2 separate regions of the Danio rerio genome follow, and region 2 is linked to region 1. The links are chromatin contacts, called in public Micro-C maps. All regions are on one chromosome and are shown on one strand. The core of a region is the stretch at or near the end of the contact, and the rest is flanking DNA. Distances in the headings are between cores, read along the strand shown.

Region 1 (4,326 bases), core at 997-3,496:
TGGTGTGGGTTTCCTCCAAATGCTCTAGTTTTCCCCACAGTCCAAAGACATGCTTTATAAGTAAATTGGATTATTTAAATTGGCCGTAGTGCATAGGTCTTAAACTCAATTCCTGGAGGGCCACAGCTCTGCACAGTTTTGCTCAACCCTAATCAAACACACCTGATCTAACAAATCAAGGTGGTCTAGACTACCCTTGAACACCTTGATAAGTTGTATCAGGTGTGTTTGAATAGGGTTGGAGCAAAACTGTGCAGAGCTGTGGCCCCATAAGAATCCAGTTTGATACCTATGCTGTAGTGTATTAGTGTGTGTGTGTGTGTGTGTGTGTGTGTGTGTGTGTGTAAATGTGAGTGTTTGGGTGTTTTCCAGTACTGGGTTGTGGCTGGAAGGGCATCTGCTGTGTAAAACATATGCTGGAATAGTTGGCGGTTCATTCTGCTGTGGCGACCCCTGGTAATTATGGGAAGCCGAAGGAAAATAAATGAATGAATGTTGCATAGACCAAAAACTAATTTTTATTTAAATTGCAAAAATGAACAAATTGCCACTTCATTTAATATTTAAAAAAAACTTACAGATGTTTAAAGATGTCTGCAAAGTATTTTTTTTATTCAAGTACATCTTAGTTCATTCAAGTACTTAAATTCTTATTTCTGCATTCACATTGAAAGACCTCATATGACTGTAAAGCGTTTTGGGTGTATGACAATACACAACAAAAATGCACTACATAAATGTAAATTCCTTCCAATTGATTTTCCTTGTCTGCTCAATTAATATAAATAATATACAGTTGAAGTCAGAATTATTAAACCCCTTGTATATTTTTGTTCTTCTCTTTATTGAGAGTAGACTTTTTCAACACATTTCTAAACATAATAGTTTTAATAACTCATTTCTAATAACTGATTTATTTTATCTTTGCTATGATAACAGTACATCATATTTTTTTAGATATTTTTCAAGATACTAGTATTCAGCTTAAATTGCAATTTAAAGGCTTAACTCGGTTAATTAGGTTAACAAGGTAGGTTAGGGTAATTAGGCAACTCATTGTATAAGGACGGTTTGTTCTATAGACTATAATAATTAGATTAAGGGGCTAATAAAATTGACTTTAAAATCTTTTTGTTTTTTAACTGCTTTTATTCTAGCCGAACTAAAACAAACAAGACTTTCTCAAGAAGAAAAAATATTATAGGAAATACTGTGAAAAATTCCCTTCTCTGTTAAACATCATTTGGGAAATATTTCACAGGAGGGCTAATCATTTTGATGTCAACTGTATGTATATTTGTTTTTGCCATGCAATTAGCCTTGAATGTAGACATGATGTAATAAATCATCTTAAGTAAATACAAAAATAAAATGAGATAAACATCTATCCTCCTGTCTTCAGGCCTTCGACCACATTCTGGCAGCTGTGGAGGACATCGCTGGACTGAATGGCTATCATCACTGGAGGGACAAGTGAGTGATTCAATACTAAATCTAGATGACAACTGAATCTATTATTAGGATGGAGGATGTGCTCTGCAATTATTCAAGAGCACGGTTAGTGTTTGTAATTCACTTTTTTTTATTTAGGTGGGAGCAATTTGACAAGAACTATTTGAGTAAGTTGCTCCTGAGAAAGTCTGTCTACCATAAGAGTGAACTGTGGGAAGCCTATCAGAAAATCAACATCAGAGATGCCATCAGTGTCATTGATCAGGTAAAATGCTGCCGTTTGCACAGTTTGTCTGCACTATGTCATTCAAGATCAAAGGAAGGATGATAATTGATATTTTACTGACAGTGACATTAGATTTGTGTTTTCAAGTACTTCATATATCCTGGCATTAAAAATATAGTTCACCCAAAAAATCGATGTTTTGAAAAATATCAAAAACTGGTGAACTAACTAACATAGTGTTTGTTTTTCCTACTATAGAAGTCAATGGTCACTGTTTTCTAACATTCTTCAAAATATCTTCTTTTTTGTTCATCATGCTGGCACACTTATTTTCCTGTAAGGGGACAAGGGTATTACAACAAATTTTGGACATGGTGTGATCATATTTATGTGCATTTTTCCATCATGCTTGAATATAATAATAATTATTTATTTCCATGGTACATGTCAAGGAACCTAATTTGATGCCATGTTATAAAAATGCTGTGTCATGGTATATTTTTTTGTAAGGCGTTCCATGTTGTATTATTGTTGTACTGAAAATGTCTTCCACTAGATGGTGTCCACACTCAAAAAATGAGTACTGGTTAAAAACAGACCATTTTCACATTTCTAGATTTCTCAGCAGTGGAAGTCATAATAGTTTGGTAAACCTAGAGAGCAGTGAATGAGAGACTATCACAAAAACGTTTTTTGAACTCCAGTTTGCTCAAATAACAAACGAAAAACTTCTCAAAAGTGTTTTCAGGATTTTCCAAAAAAAAAGAAAAGAAAAGAAAAAAATGTGTGAGACTGAGAACGGCAACTAGAAGACAAAAAAAAACAATATCAACTTTACTATCCTACTCATAGATTACTATCCTACTCACAACATTACAAACACTGTGCATAAGCGTTAACTAGTTATTACAAGTTGTAAATTAATTCGAAATTGATGTAATGTGAAGTTTATAAATGTATTTTTTTTATAAATAAAAATATTAAAAACTTAGTTGCTGATGACCATTTAACAAAGTTTAATTTCTAACTTTTTAATAAATATGACCATTGGTGTAACGTTAGTTCTTATTTATATTTATACTCATTTTTAAATTAATCATAAATCATTTTAAAAAGTCACATGTTATTAAATTACCCCACATTTTGTATTTTAAAAATGTAATTAAAAGTAATAAATGAAAATGTTATTAAAGTGAATACAAATTTAAATTTCTTTTTAATAGACACATTTAAAATATAAATTTTTCTACTGTATAAATCTTTATTAAAAGTCTTTATACAAGAAATATAGATGTCCTGAACTACATTTTAGAATGTTTGTCACAAGAATGCCAGAATTTGGCCGTTTTTAGGCAGACTGAAAACTCTTGTATAAAGAGGTCTTTGGGTTGGTGGAGAGTCTGGTCGGGGGTCCTTGAACCATTAAAGACCGAAAGCCCCCATACTACAACAGTGGGCAGAAAAAGCTCGGAGGTCTTTTCTCAGGCTCAGGAGAGTGGTTTGAGAAGAGCAGAGGATAATTCCTCTCTTTGTTAGGTCCCCTGACGCCACCCTGTCTCTGCCAATACTGCTCCTTTGTAGGCATCCGATACCTGTCAGACGCAACATCAAACCTATCTGCTAAATACTCAGCAGTGGCTTCATACAAAAGGAGTGAAATAAAAAAGAGAAGGGCCTCTGGTAGCGTCATATAATATATTTTATTTCAATCTTTTTTATGGGTCTTTTGTATGACAATACAAATTAAATATTGAGAGGTATACAGTGATGTATTGTCCATTATTAATCCCATCCTCTAACCTCTCATTCATTAACTCAACAAAACAATAAATGCATAAATACCAAATAATTATAATGAATTTAAATAAAAAAATAAAAATAAAAAAACCTTCTGATAAAATGGTAAATGGTACAGGTTGCCGGCACCAGGTGTTATAAGCAGGCCTTTGATGTAATCAAGAAAGAAATCCCAAGTCTTATAAAAGGAATCTAGTGAGCCAGAGAGTGAGCATCTCAGCTTTTCGAGTCAGATTCAGTAAAAAATGTCCTGTAACCACTTGTCATGTGTAGAGGGGGGAAGTGTGTTTCCATTTTAAAAGTATAGGACGTCTGGCTAGAATTGTGATAAAGGCAAGAACCTTACTGTCACAGCCTGTCAAATCAGGTTCAAGGGATACACCAAAGAGGGCTAACAAAGGATCAGGTGGCATATTGATTTAAGGGCTTTATTTAATGTATCAAAAACACCTGACCAAAAGGTGGCCAATAATAAATGTTTTGAAATAAATGATTGTCACATGCCTCCCGATTCATTAGTTTGTTTGCAAGAAAAAAGTAATCTTCCATGTCAGATTCACCTTTTCAATAGTTTCTCTCCCTTTCCCTTTCCTCTGCGCAGAAACAATATGTTAGATCAGAAAAGTTTTATAACACCTGGAATCTTAGTCATGCAGGGCTTTTGTCTTCCGGCGAGATCATTTCCTGCGCCCTTGAGTTTCATAGAGCTGGGCTTCCTGAGAGGAGTTATTAAGCTAATATTAGCACAAGATTGAAAGATAGGGAAACCTCTGTTCTCTTTCAGACCACCCAGTGAAAGAGGAACAGAATTAGGGTCAAAATGTAAAAGTTTCTAACATGTATGAAAAAAT
Region 2 (4,326 bases), core at 791-3,290, 140 kb after region 1:
AAAAAACACGCCCATAGCATGCCTAAAGCAAAATGCTTCACAGGTTTATCAAATTCCTTGCAGTCGTGGCACACTAACATTTCTGGCCCAGTTCAGGCCTAGTTATGGGTTGTTAACTTGGCTGAGACTTGGCCCAGATGTGGTCCATGTTTGGCCCTTGTGTGGAAGTCAGACTTGGTCCAATCGTGTACCGTAATTCACGGCAGCATATGGGCCTGGCAAAAGCTGATTGTGTGAGCCAGAGAAATTTTGCTATGTGGGACTGAAGCGGCTCAGCTACTTATTGACTTATCCATGTGTCTTTGTAACCATACAACGTGTCAATCATTTTAGATGAACGCACTGATCAGTGTATTTATTCACAGTGAATCCAAAATTGCAAACTGTCTGATTAGGTGCTTCTTCATGGGTATGAAAAGGTATGTTTTATATAAGATGAATATGAGCAGTGACGTGAAGTGACACAACTGATGCTTGTAGGTCACGCGACAGAATGACAACATGAATTTGGGAATGATATTTTCAACATGTCGCATGATGACCTACCAGCATCAGTTTTGTAACTTCACTTCCATTTACAAATATTCTCAAAAGGCCTCATATAGAAAAGTGAGGTGTCCAGTTGTGCACTGAAGTGAAAATTGTCAAGTATACCCATGAAATTGAAACCTGTCTTCTGTATTTTACTCATCCAAATGCATAAACACATTATGAGTGAGAAGTGAAAACATACACATCCTACACACACCCAGAGAAGTGGCCATTGCTTGCAGTGCAATTAGAATTTGCTCAAAGGCAACACAATGGATACTGAAGGTGGCACTTGCTGCACTCCCCCAAATTCAACTGCTGGGTACTTGGAATTGAACCTGCAATCTATGGATTACCAATCTGACTTTCCAATCATTTGGCCACAAATGCAGAATCTCAATTGAAGTATTAGCAGTTGAACACAGACGTACACAGCTTGCATACTGTTTTTGACTTACACCGTAAAAATGCTGGGTTTTACATAATCGATTTGTGTTAAGACAACATGAAGGAATTAAGTTAACTTATTAGTTTCTGAAATTTAAGTGGATTGAACATAAAACAATTAAGTTGTTCCAAAAATTGAAAAGTTGTGTTGTTTTAGCTCATTTTAAATAAGTCATTTCAACAAACATCATTTTTGAGTGCACTATATTGCAGAGAAGTTTGTGATTTTGGGGTTTTAGTTTTGTCCGAGTTCACCGTATCATGCCCACGTTCTTAAACAGTCAAGTTTCTATTGGAGATGTTCATGAATGTCCTTTTATTTTAACTGCATATTGTTACTTTTGTCATCTTTCATGTTTCATGTAATGTAGACTTGACAGTGCTCAAGTCTACTTGCCCAAACTGGATCCGTCAACTTTACCCACATAAGTGACAAGAGTTCATTCCTAATACTTTGTCCTGACCCCGCCAATACCCTAAAACACAATCCTAACCATAACTTACCCCTAGAACATGGAGGAAAGGATTGGTGAATAAGAACTGTAGACAACCTTTTTTTTAACCCTGTAACAATTTTCATCAAATCTGATTGGTTGATTGGAATGTTGGGAATCCCCCCACCTTTACTTAGGACACTGCCCCCCGCTCTTCACTTATGGGGCTCAGTTCTAATATTTGTTCATAGGGCCCAGAATTGATGGCAACACCCCTGATCCTAGTGTATCCTTACTACATCCTCTGTAAAGGCCTTGTATTTTTGACAGAAACTCTGGAGGGTGGTGCTCGTGTGTGATGGTGACTCATTTCTGACAAAGTCATGACAATTCCCAGGTTCCCTGCATTTGTCCTTTTGGTTTTGTTTTACAGTAAATTCTTACTTATCTCAATCTGTATCCTGCTTGTTCATACAGATCGGTTTTCAGTAGGTAAAGCACAACATAATTACGAAAGAAATGACTTCTGTAAAGCGTGGGCATGCCACTTGTCTCCTCCTCTTTCTGTCATATTGTCAAAAACGGGTTGCTTTGCAAGCTAAAACATACGGAACTCAAATGCAGTTTCAGTCAGAACTGTGATTCTCTGAAACTGGACAACATGAACAGTTCCTCTCTATCTGGTGAGACTGACGCAGAGCAGGATGGTTGGTCGACTGCAGGGAGCACTGCTGCCTGTGTGATCCTGGCTGTGTGTTTTCTAGTGGGCACCCCGGGGAACCTGCTGGTGGTGTGGACCATCCTGAAGCATGTAAAACAGCGTTCACACACGGTGCTGCTCATCCTTCATCTGTCCATTGCAGACCTTCTGGTGCTGATCACCCTGCCGCTGTGGATCTACTCGCTGGCCCGGTCCTGGGTGTTCGGAAAGGCTGCCTGTAAAGCCATGGTCTACATCATCTATTCCTGCATGTATAGCAGCGTCTTCATCATCACCATCATGAGTGTGGAGCGATTCCTGGCTATCAGGTACCCATTCAAGATGCTGTCCTGGAAAAATGAGACGGCCATGTTCAGACTACTGCTAGTGACCTGGATCCTGTCATTACTTTTGGGGATTCCAGTCATCCTGACCCAGTCTTTAGATGATGAGGATGATGGCACAGGACACTGCCTGCACCGGGTCTACAACTCCTTGTCTTTTGAAGTCTTTTGTATGTGTTTGGAGACTCTTCTTGGCTTTGTCATTCCATTTTTTACACTTGCGATCTGTTACTGCCAAGTTGCCGCACAGCTCCGAAAGGTGCGCTTCAGGGCCAAGAAGAAATCCGTTTTCCTCATTGGTGGAGTGGTCGTGGCCTTCATTTTGTGTTGGCTACCTCATCATGTCCTTAATGTAATAAGTCTGGTGGATATTCTAAGAGGAGAATCAGAAGAAGCATCTGCTATATCAGATAGCGCTATCTTCATTTTTGGATCTCTTGCTTTTATAAGTAGCTCAGTCAACCCTGTGTTGTACGCTTTTGCTTCCAGAACCTTCCATGGAAGTCTGAAGAAGGCAGGGATAGTGAAGCTGTTTCAAGACTTGGGAACACAAACACTTCAAATGAAAGAAGACGCCTTGCAGGGTGGTGGACCGCAGGATGGAAATAACCTGGAAAGTCCTGTTGATGAACAGTAGTTAGAAGTTTGGATATATTTGAAATTGTCAAATTTTTCAGATTACATATATTTGATTTTCTTTTTAGGTAAATAATTGTTTGTTCGAAATGGTCAAAATGGCTTGCATCTTAAATGGCTAAAGCTAGTCAGATGCCATTATATCATGATTTAGTTTTTTGTAATCGACAATGTTGAAGTGTTTTATTTTACACCTTTGTGAATGTTCTTTAACTGCCATAATATATGTTATAATTAATGTTGTTCAAATGACAGGATGTTTTGTTTTTTCATAGTTAAAGGATTTTAGATGTCAAATATTATTTCAAATCTTTGTGATCAGTTTTGTTCATTTACATGATTTTATGAAAGTTGTTTAAATGCCATATTAAATCTGTATATTCAAAGATGTTTAAATGCCAAAATATTTAGCAAAATACCGCAGTACTTGATTTGAGGCAGCAATGGTAACCAATTGCCTACCCTAAAGTAAGAAGCTTACTGGTTTGAATCCCAGCTGGACCAAGAGCTCTTTCTGTGTGCAGTTTGCATGTTCTAATGCTCATATGAGTTTCCTCTATATAGCTCTAAATGGTTGCACTCTCAGTCCTGGGTTGTGGCTGGAAGGGTAACCGCCGGTAAAAATTTTTTACCAGAGAGCAGGTGCACTGTAAAAAATGCTGAGTTCCACACAACTCATTCATTCAAAAAAATTTTTTTTGGAGTGTATGCTCGCATCAACCTGTCTATTGACCCTAAATGCGACAGGTGTCATTCTGGTTCAGCTACTCTTATCCATATGTTTTAGTCTTGTCTTCCCTGCTTTCTTTTTAGAGGCAAATGTTCCTCTCATGGTATTACCACTGTTGATATTCCACCTTGTCCAATTATTGGTTAATTTGGGGTTCTCCCACCTGGCCATACTTTACCCTCTCATTTTGTAGACTTATAGCCTTCTTAACCCTTCTGGCTAGGCTATTAATTCTTCTAAATTGGAGAAGCCATTACCCTCCTTCCCACACTTGCTGGATAAGAAATATTCTTTATTTTATAAATGTAAAGAAAATTAGGTACTCTCTTCACAGACCTAGCACTATTTTGATGAAACTGTGGGAAACCCTTCGCAAACATGTTCAGACTCTTCAGCTTGACCCTGCTCTTTCTGATTAAGTCCCCACCCCCTACTCCCAGCTTGGTACTGGATCCTAGTTCTGATCAGCACATTGTAAACCTGTATTTTCTGTATGTAAGATTG

The links. Hi-C and Micro-C count contacts between places; a contact is called where the count stands out from the background.
Region 2: a Micro-C map of caudal fin shows a contact between it and region 1, with 4 times the contacts expected there. The contact joins the promoter of si:dkey-148a17.5 here to the enhancer-like site in region 1. A contact is called at or near these places in 2 of 18 Hi-C or Micro-C datasets (caudal fin and fibroblasts).

What each region holds. Positions count from the first base shown.
Region 1 is chr7:34,754,770-34,759,095 of GRCz12tu, forward strand. It overlaps slc9a5 (solute carrier family 9 member A5), which reads left to right. Exons shown (of 16, transcript NM_001113472.1): 9 at 1,403-1,473; 10 at 1,591-1,717. Among named protein-coding and RNA genes, the nearest start is that of plekhg4, 10 kb to the right of the region's middle. Within about 2 kb of position 2,247, at least 2 of the 62 cell types and tissues checked have an H3K27ac peak or open chromatin away from gene starts, as enhancers often do. A contact at or near this core is called in caudal fin, where this site is marked.
Region 2 is chr7:34,894,187-34,898,512 of GRCz12tu, forward strand. si:dkey-148a17.5 reads left to right here and starts at 2,041. Exons shown (of 1, transcript NM_001328693.1): 1 at 2,041-3,473. The coding sequence starts at 2,074. The coding sequence ends at 3,093.